2 separate regions of the Hordeum vulgare genome follow, and region 1 is linked to region 2. Evidence: chromatin contacts called from public Hi-C data. All regions are on one chromosome and are shown on one strand. The core of a region is the stretch at or near the end of the contact, and the rest is flanking DNA. Distances in the headings are between cores, read along the strand shown. Region 1 holds the start of LOC123428369 (anamorsin homolog). Region 2 holds the start of LOC123428364 (sacsin).

The links. Hi-C and Micro-C count contacts between places; a contact is called where the count stands out from the background.
Region 1: a Hi-C map of leaf shows a contact between it and region 2, with 2.2 times the contacts expected there. The contact joins the promoter of LOC123428369 here to the promoter of LOC123428364 in region 2. A contact is called at or near these places in 2 of 6 Hi-C or Micro-C datasets (leaf and seedling).

What each region holds. Positions count from the first base shown.
Region 1 is chr2H:648,389,695-648,394,141 of MorexV3_pseudomolecules_assembly, forward strand. It overlaps LOC123428369 (anamorsin homolog), which reads left to right and starts at 1,653. Exons shown (of 7, transcript XM_045112567.1): 1 at 1,653-2,022; 2 at 2,886-3,046; 3 at 3,135-3,230; 4 at 3,313-3,472; 5 at 3,568-3,704; 6 at 3,962-4,036; 7 at 4,148-4,447. The coding sequence starts at 1,890. The coding sequence ends at 4,186.
Region 2 is chr2H:648,073,688-648,078,046 of MorexV3_pseudomolecules_assembly, forward strand. LOC123428364 (sacsin) reads right to left here and starts at 1,463. Exons shown (of 14, transcript XM_045112564.1): 1 at 1,067-1,463; 2 at 1-627. The coding sequence starts at 1,404.

The DNA of each region.
Region 1 (4,447 bases), core at 403-2,902, 320 kb after region 2:
ACAAGATTTTGACGTTGCCGCGGGCGCGTGCGTGTGTGGTCGGGCTCGGAACGGACAACGACGAGAACCGGCAACTAACAACGGATGCAACTTTTGAAAACTGGCGACAACGGAGATGCCGATGCAATGCAGATGATGCGACAAAAGAAAATAGACACACGACGAAAACATAAAGAAAGGGGAATCTTCTGGATCGTCGGCATCGGGCTGTCACAGGAACATATTTCCCCGTGAAGTCCTCGTACAGATGCTTGCAAACACCAAATGAAGGCGCAAATCATGGCTCAAGAGCCGCGCCAGCACTTCCAATTCCAATGGGGCGGCAAAGGAAGGACGATGGAAGAAGCTTTGGCATATGCAGGTCCTCGGGAAGATTCGAAATTTCCTACGGAGACTATCAAAGCAAGCAATCCCCACCGAACATGTTCGCAAAACGTTTGAAAATGTCCCACACTGATAATTGTCAGTTATGCGGAGCTACAGATTCTTGGCGTCATTCTTTGCTTGAGTGCTCGTCTTCGAGATGCATTTGGGCCTTGACCCATAAGGATCTCACTGAACATCTAATTGCCACAACCAAACCATCAGCGAAGCAGTGGATGTTTGCGATGATTGAAGCACTCTCACATGATCAATTTTTGCTATTGCCATTCACGGTTTGGGCCACATGGTCAGCGAGGTGAAAGGTGATTCACGAATCAAATTTCCAGAACCACCGTGCTACTCACCTCTTTGTGTAGTGTTTCATATCAGAGTTGCAAGAGATCAGAGAAGTTACGAATAACACAGTTCGTGTGCCGTCAACCAGGTAACCCCAAAAGTGGAAACCTCCGATAGCAGGTATGGTCAAAATCAACATTGTTGGAGGGAACATGATGACACCACTTGTGCTTCTGCCGCCGCTGTGTGGAGGGACAACCTAGGCCGGTTCCTAGGCTCCTCGTCGTTGGTATGTACTAAAATCATAGCCCCTTCTTGTTTGGAGACCTTAGCTTGCCGAAAAGCTCAAGCACTAGCCTTGGACCTAGATCTTCGCAAAATTATTATTGCATGCCACAACAAAGGGGTAGTGGAGGGCATAAAAGCATGCTGCTCGTGGCAAGAACGACACTATCTTTCATGAGATCAAGGAGAATCAAATGCTTTTCCAAGTCCGTGATATTGTATACTCACTTCGTTCCAAAATAAGTCTCTCAAAATGAATGAGATCAAGGAAAATCAAATATTTTTTCAGGTCCGTGATATTGTATACTCACTTCGTTCCAAAATAAGTCTCTCAACATATTAGTACTCTCTCCGTCTTAAAATTCTTGTCTTAGGTTTGTCTAGACATGGATATATTTAGTCATGTTTTAGTATTTAGATATACATCCATTTATGGACAGACCTAATATAAGAACCTTAGGACGAAGAGAGTATATAGTTGAGATACTTATTTTAGACGAAGGGAGTACGAAGGAAAAAAAACAAACAAAAGAAAGCTCATAATTTGGTTAAATTTTCAGTTTTGCTTGGCAGGGGTCGCCATGGGTGGCTTGAATACCTTTTGATGATCAATATAAAGCGTTTTATTACCTCCCTAAAAATAAAGCGTTTTATTACCGATCATCAAAAAAGAAAAAGAAAAAAACGCGCCGCCGCGTCACGGAAGCTTCGAGAGCCGGCACGCGACCAAAACCCGAATTCCCCTTCCCCTCTCGCCCACGGGATTTCCTCCTCCTCTTCTTCCCCGCCTCCTCAGATCCATCAACCCATCCATCCATCCGTTTTACCATCCGGTCCGGCCGCCATCGCCGTCCGTTCGTCTGACCCCCACCTCCCCTCTCCGCCTTCTCGCTCGCAGGGGCCGCAGGCGATTCGATTCGACCCGACCCGATCCCGTTCGGTCCATGGCGACGGCTGCGGCGGCGCTCGCGGTGACGGACGAGCTGGCCCTGCCGCTCCGCGCGGTGGCGGACCTGGCGGCCGCCGCCGGGGTCTCGCGGGAGGAGGTCGTCGTCATCACGCAGTGCGCCACGCTCGGTAACACCCTCCTTCACCCCCTGCTAGTGCTACCCAACCCCAAGCCGCCGCGCCCGCGCGTACGCGCTATGCTAGGGTTAGGGCCCGCGCCCATCTTTCAGATTGTAAAACCAGACAAGAGGGCGGATGATATTTCTCGAGCACTAGTTTCCCATCAGATTTTGTTTTGGATTGCCCCTTGCTAGCCCGAGTTATTCTACATACGAGTATACGACAATCTTTGCTAACCCGAGCGCTGCTCTACGCATGCTAGTCCTAATTTGGTCTTAAGGTGGTAATTTTTTCTTAAGGGATAGGTTACGATCAGATTTGGGGTTGCCCCTTCCTTATCAGCGCACCGCCTGTGTGCTGGTCCTAATTTGGTCTTGTGTTGCAGCTTCGCCGCAGTTCAGTTTCAATCAATTTATGCGCACTTCTGAATTCCTGATATGCTTGATTAGAGTTTACCTTTGCCTTGCATGCTAATTGGCCAGTTCTTAGGTGTCGCTCTACCTGTCCATCTTTAAAATATAAGAATACACACAAAACACATACTCGCTACCAATTGAGAAACGGGAAACAAAAAAGTAGGTTGGTATTTTCGTTATAATTGCGAAAGAAATTGAGGGAAAATTTGTTCCCTATGAGGCTACCCATTGATGTACTTTAATGTTTTCCCATACACACTATGTAATTTAGTCAGAATCTGTAGTGTCAACAGACCATCCATTGTGTCTCAGAAGCTGGGGAAGTAAACACTTAGTTTAGTAAGTTGGATTTGTTTTTTATTATGCTATGCTTTAATATGCCATATCCTTGTATAAAATATTAAAATTCATTTTGTTATAAGTCTGATTTATACATTTATTGTCTAAACGGGTCAGGTGGGAAGTTGCCTTTTGATGACGCGTCCGTGGGTTCTGTTCTTTCTGTCATAAAAAATGTGGAGAGCTTTGGGGATAAGTTGGTTGCTGAAATTAGCCGAGTGCTGAAAGCTGGTGGAATTGTGCTGGTACAGAGCTTCACACCCTCCACTGATCAGAAGGTAAATTATGTGTCTGTTTTTGCTCATATCCACTGTCTTGTAATGTTAAATTCAGCACAAACTGATTTTCTATTTGCCTCTGCATTAGCCAAACAATTATATCGAGCGCCAGCTACTCATGGGTGGTTTTGTTGAAGTGCAAGCTTCTGCTACAAGCTCGCAGGATAGCGTGCAATCTGTTACCGTGAGTATGCCACACCTTGTTAAGGCTGCTGTGTGTGCATGCTATTTCTCTATTGACGAGTCTTGACTCTGATCACTTGCAGATCAAGGCAAAGAAGCCATCCTGGAGTATGGGCTCATCCTTCCCCCTGAAGAAAGCAGTAAGGGCTCTTCCAAAGATTGAAATTGACGATGATGACGAACTGATTGATGAAGACAGCCTCTTGACCGAGGAGGACTTGAAGAAACCACAGCTTCCAGTTGGTATAGCCAACAAACCCTCCTACTCTGTTTAACTTTGTGAAGATGTTCAGTTTAGGTTTAGATGCCTATAAAATGGTTGGCTGTTGTTTCATCAGTTGGAGATTGTGAGGTGGGAGCCACAAAGAAGGCATGCAAGAACTGCAGTTGTGGCAGGGCCGAGGCTGAGCAGAAGGTGGAGAAGCTGGGGCTGACTGCAGAACAGATCGATAACCCTGTGTCAGCTTGTGGCAGTGTAAGTACAATATCTTCTTTGTAGACATACAATGCCACTGGTGATCTCCATTAGGCCTTGTTCGGTTCCTTCAGATTTGAAGGGGTTTGGAGGGGATTTAGAGGGATTAAATCCCCTACAAGTCAAATTCCACCTCAATCCCCTCCGATCCTCTCCAATTCCCTCTTGGGAGGGATTAACCGAACAAGCCTTTAGTTGTTGCATGCGGGTAGTCAACTGAATATCTAACATTATTCTCTGTGAATGTGCAATTTCAGTGTGGGTTGGGCGACGCGTTCCGATGCAGCACCTGCCCATACAGAGGCCTGGCACCGTTCAAGTTGGGCGAGAAGGTAACCAAGTACTCTCTTCCACTCTAGCCAGACTCACAAAGAGAGCTCCAGGTTATGGGTTGAGCTTCTTTCGACGCGCTATGCTTGCTGACTCCTCTCTTTTCTCTCCAGGTTACCTTGTCTGATAACTTCCTCTCAGCCGACATATGATGACGGACGACAAGCCGCGGATATGAAATGCGCCTTGTTCGATTTGTTGGTTCTTTAGGAATATATCTATGTATGGTTTTTCGTGGTGATGGTGGCGATTACAGCAGAAGAAGAGTGTGTTTGGAGTAGTAGCTTGTGCTAGCATGTCGTGCGCGGTGTCCTTGCAGTCAGTTCCCTCATCTAACGTAGGTTAAAGTGGGGGTTGGATCGTGTGTGCGCCTCTCTGTTCGGCAACAAGATTACGTGCATGTAATTTGACTG
Region 2 (4,359 bases), core at 213-2,712:
AATGCAGATGCCATTCCCTGTACAATAAAATAGGTATGGCTCTTTTTCTCAAACTTGTTCCCTAGGAATGCCTCCGATACAAAATCCATGGAGAATGAGTCTATCTTCTGCTCAATGGATTCAGCAGAAGTGCCAGAGAACCTGATTAGAGCTTGGCGATGCCATGACAATTTGCCATCCTGTGATCGTAAGGCACAAGAGTATACTATTTTTGGCTCACTCATATCAGGTTCCCACACATACATTTCAAGCGCGAGGACATTTTTAAGAAAAAGCAAGTTGTATACAGCTTCTTCGTAGAGTTGAGCGAAAAGAGATAAGATATCATCCTCCGTGTACACTTGTCTTGACAACCGGCTAGAGGATGCTTGCTCAGCATTCCTCAAAGGGAAACGGAACAAGGTTCCTTGAAATGGCGCTTTCATGTCGCAGCCAAATGCACGATAGGGCGAGAGCTGGTCGCCGTACAATGTAAGTGCCGTAGAACTGACATAGTCTATGCGCTTTCCAGGATTTGCAGCCGACACATTTGGAAGGTAAGCGCCCTGCGGATCAAACATGACAACATACTTGCCACTCACGAACGATGGCAAGTCGGTCAAGTGGTACACCGAGTTGAAACCAACGCTGCAGAAACGTAAACCATGGGTTACTACGGGGGTGGCATGAGCATCAATAAAACAGTCCGAATAACATGCTTCAGAAGCTGCATAGATAACAACTTACTAAACGCATGGCCCTGGTTTCTAGAACTACTATAATAAAACATTATCATCCATCTGTGCTTCAGATAGAAATGCAGATATGGCAGAATGAGTAACAAGTGCAGGACTCAGACTGAACTTAATCACGGAACAGAGGAACACTCTAACTTGCTAAGCACATTGGTACATTCCCTTACAAATTATCAGTGATCATGCACCTCGAGCACATCGCAACAGTCATGGCATCAGAACACAAAACACCACAAAGCCGCACTAGTCCAATTCTACTAGTGGGGAAGCTCAGATTGGAATTGGCAGCTCGAAGCAGAGCGAGAGGGAGAGAGCGTAGGTAGCGAACATACCCGAAGCGGCCGGTCTTCCAGGCCTGGGAGGCCTTCTTGCTGCCGCCGATGCGGGAGATGCTGGCGAAGTCGTCGTCGGTGAAGGCAGCGTCGTTGTGGGCGAGCAGGGCGGGGCCCTGCCACTGCGCGAGCGCCGGGGCGAGCAGCGAGGAGGCGCCGTGGGCGCGGCGGTCGAGGCAGAGGCGGACACGCGAGGCCCCGGCGTCGTCGGCGTTCTGGATGAGCTCCCGCAGCGCGGTGGTGCCCTCCGGGTAGTTGGCCAGCACCTCGCGGATGCGCCGCGTGAGGTCCACCCGCTGCCCGAAGTCCTCCAGCAGCATCGTCCCGCCCGGATCCATGGCCGGCCCGGCGATCGGGTCGGGTCGGGTGGGAGGGGCCTAGCGGGGCATTGGCGCGCTAGGGTTTGGGGATTTGGTCGTTGCCGATTTGGGCGTGCTCGTGTGCGTTTGGCTGCGGCGGGAGGGGGGGGGGAGGTGGTTGGTGCCGCGGGGATTTGACTCTTGACTCGTCGCCGGCTTTCCTCTTCTTCTTCTTCTTGGAGGAGGGGAAGCGAGAAACGGGATTGCGGGGACGGGATTCTGCTGCTGGCTGATGAGTGGGACCCGCGTGCCGGCGAAATTGGTACGCAGCGAGCAGCTGGCCCGGGTAATGTGGCCCATTAACAAGCGTTTCTTTTTATTTTATTGATAAGAACGTGTACAGACGGATGAGGCAAATCCGTCCAGGCACGTGTGCAAGCAGTGATTGGTCCGTCCTCAAATTTGCTCATCTGCATCGGAATACTTCATACTAGAAATTTTAAATTCCTACAAAAACATGTAAAGAAAGAAAAAAATCCAGGTACTATATAGACCAACTATCCCAATCCTCATTGAAGATGTCAAATATCTTTGTGCCCGGCTCCGGATACATGAACGACATCTACAGCTCCGATTCCTCCATGTTGGCCTCCACATCCATCTTCTCCCTGAGTTTGGCGAAAAAAGCGTCGGCCGTCGCTCGCTCCTATCGGATGAAGTATCGGTTGGCCTCCACATAGGCCTCATTCTGGATGGACTCTAAGATGGCTTGTTGCTCAGCCATCTTGTCCGTTGGGATGGCGAACTCTGCCTCCACGGCCTCCATGTTAAAGCACGGAGCCCGCGCCAGCTCCTGCTCCGCCTCATCCTCCTATGGATCCGCCACCTTCAAGTCGACTGTTGCTCGTCTCCCTCCTCCTCCTCCTCTGCCGCCACCTCCTCCTCCTTCTCCTTTGGCTCTGGCGAGTCCAAAGGCAACCCGGTAGCAATGCGAGTTGCGCGCCTCGCCCAGATCTCCTGCTTGATCTAGTATCGGTGCTCTCGTGTGAGCATGGCGTACGTGGTTATCTTTTTGTCGGACCATGATGAAACCGGAGAGCGTGGGAAGAGCGGTAGAGCGGGAAAGAGGAAGTGGATGTGCTCGGGCTGGCGGTGCAAAGAGGGAGGATATGGATGAGTTCGGGCTGACGATGCGAAGAGGGAGGAGGTGGATGGGTTAAGGTTGGGGGACGTCGGCCGGCTTAAATAGCCGGATATGGCCTTGGGCGGCAAGCCGGAGCGGCGCCACGCCGAGTTCGCACAACCCCGTCGAAGGAGACGCCCGTCGGACCATTGGATTTTCAGGCAATACCTCGTGGTATCTCATCATCAGTCCGACGTACTGGACGCTTTCGGGCGTCCCCATATCCGTCCCATGTTTAAGTTGAATATGAGGGATGCCGGTCAGTCTGGACGTTTGGGGCGCCCATCTAGATCGAATTTTCATGAACGAGCCGTACGTTCGGGCATTTGAGGCCGTTTTGGAGTGCCCAGTTGTAGTTGATATAAGGACATTAAGGAACCGTTAAAAAAATAAGGACATTAAAGAACGCATGAAGAGAATACCTTGATTAGTTGTTCAATGGAGGAATGGTAACATCACATCTAAGCTATAATAAAAAACAGCAAGACTCTGCTACATATGAGCCTCCACGGCGATTTTGACTCTCCACGTACGATTAGCGCACTTAGATCATTTTGTCGTCACATCGTCTCCGGCGACCTTTAGGGCATGCACAATGGTTGATAAAATAGTCTTATCTTAAATTTTATATATAATTTATAAATGATCAAAAAAAGAGTCTATAATAAATCATCTCTTAGACTTACCTTCTATAATTAGCTATTCATAAAAACATGATGAGACATATTGTGCTGAGAGATCACCTCTTGTCTTCTCTTAAGTAAAAGAAGGTGGGGCCTTTTTTTAAGTTCTCTCTCCTCCACCTCATCATCTATCATATATGGCACTCCTAAAATAGCACCATTGTACATGCCTTTACTGGTGCTCCCACTCCGAGCATTTTGATTGGCCTAAACATTAATGTGATGCTGCTCCCAAGACCGATTTAGGGGTCCCGATGCTCACTGATGCAATATAAATGTTGTGATCGGCGTGGTGTTGGGGGAGCGCAAGAGGCGCACGAGTGCGGCTCGTGGTTGGTTTGATCAACTCGTCCTACACACGACGAGCTACCATCTCTATCAGACTCCATAAAGATGCAAATCTCTACTATTAAAGAGGGAACTGCAGTCGTGATGGTTCGACCTCCTCCCTCCCCCCTACGACATCGATCCAGCAAAAAAAGCTAACCTCACTTCGTTCAATCTCCCTTTCCTCACGTCTCGCACTTCTTCCACACGGTAAAAAAAAAACCACGATCCTCTCGCATGTCCCTCGCTCCCGATTCTCCATGACCACCACCAAGCCACGATCTCCCCTCCCCTCCCCTCCCCTCTCCCAAACCATTCGCCGCAAGGGTACCTACAACACTTGTGTATTCCGCCCCTCCCCTTTCTCTCCCTTCAATCCTCATGTCCGCCGCGCCCCCACATGGTCCTCTTGACGTCACTGACCGCTACCTGCACTCAGGAAACCAAATCTTCTGCTCGCCATCCCCCCTCCCGTGCACCTGTCTTCCACAATGAAGACGTCTCTACGCACCTGCCTTCAATGCTTCTTCTTCCTGACCCGACATCAGCTATGTCGCAGTTCGCCTCCTCCTTTGATCCAAGATTGGTGTCCCGTGTCTGTGTCAGCACCCATACACCCCGTCGCTGGAGAAGGGAGAAGCCCCAGGACTTGCCCGACCATGGCAGCCCAGAGGCCCGCACCGCGGCCATTGGGTTGAGATTGGATGGTGTTAGGCAGGAGACCGGGAGACATACAAGATCGATGAGAGGTAAACATGTTGTTTAATTTTCCGTACATCAATTTAATTGGTCCAGACTATG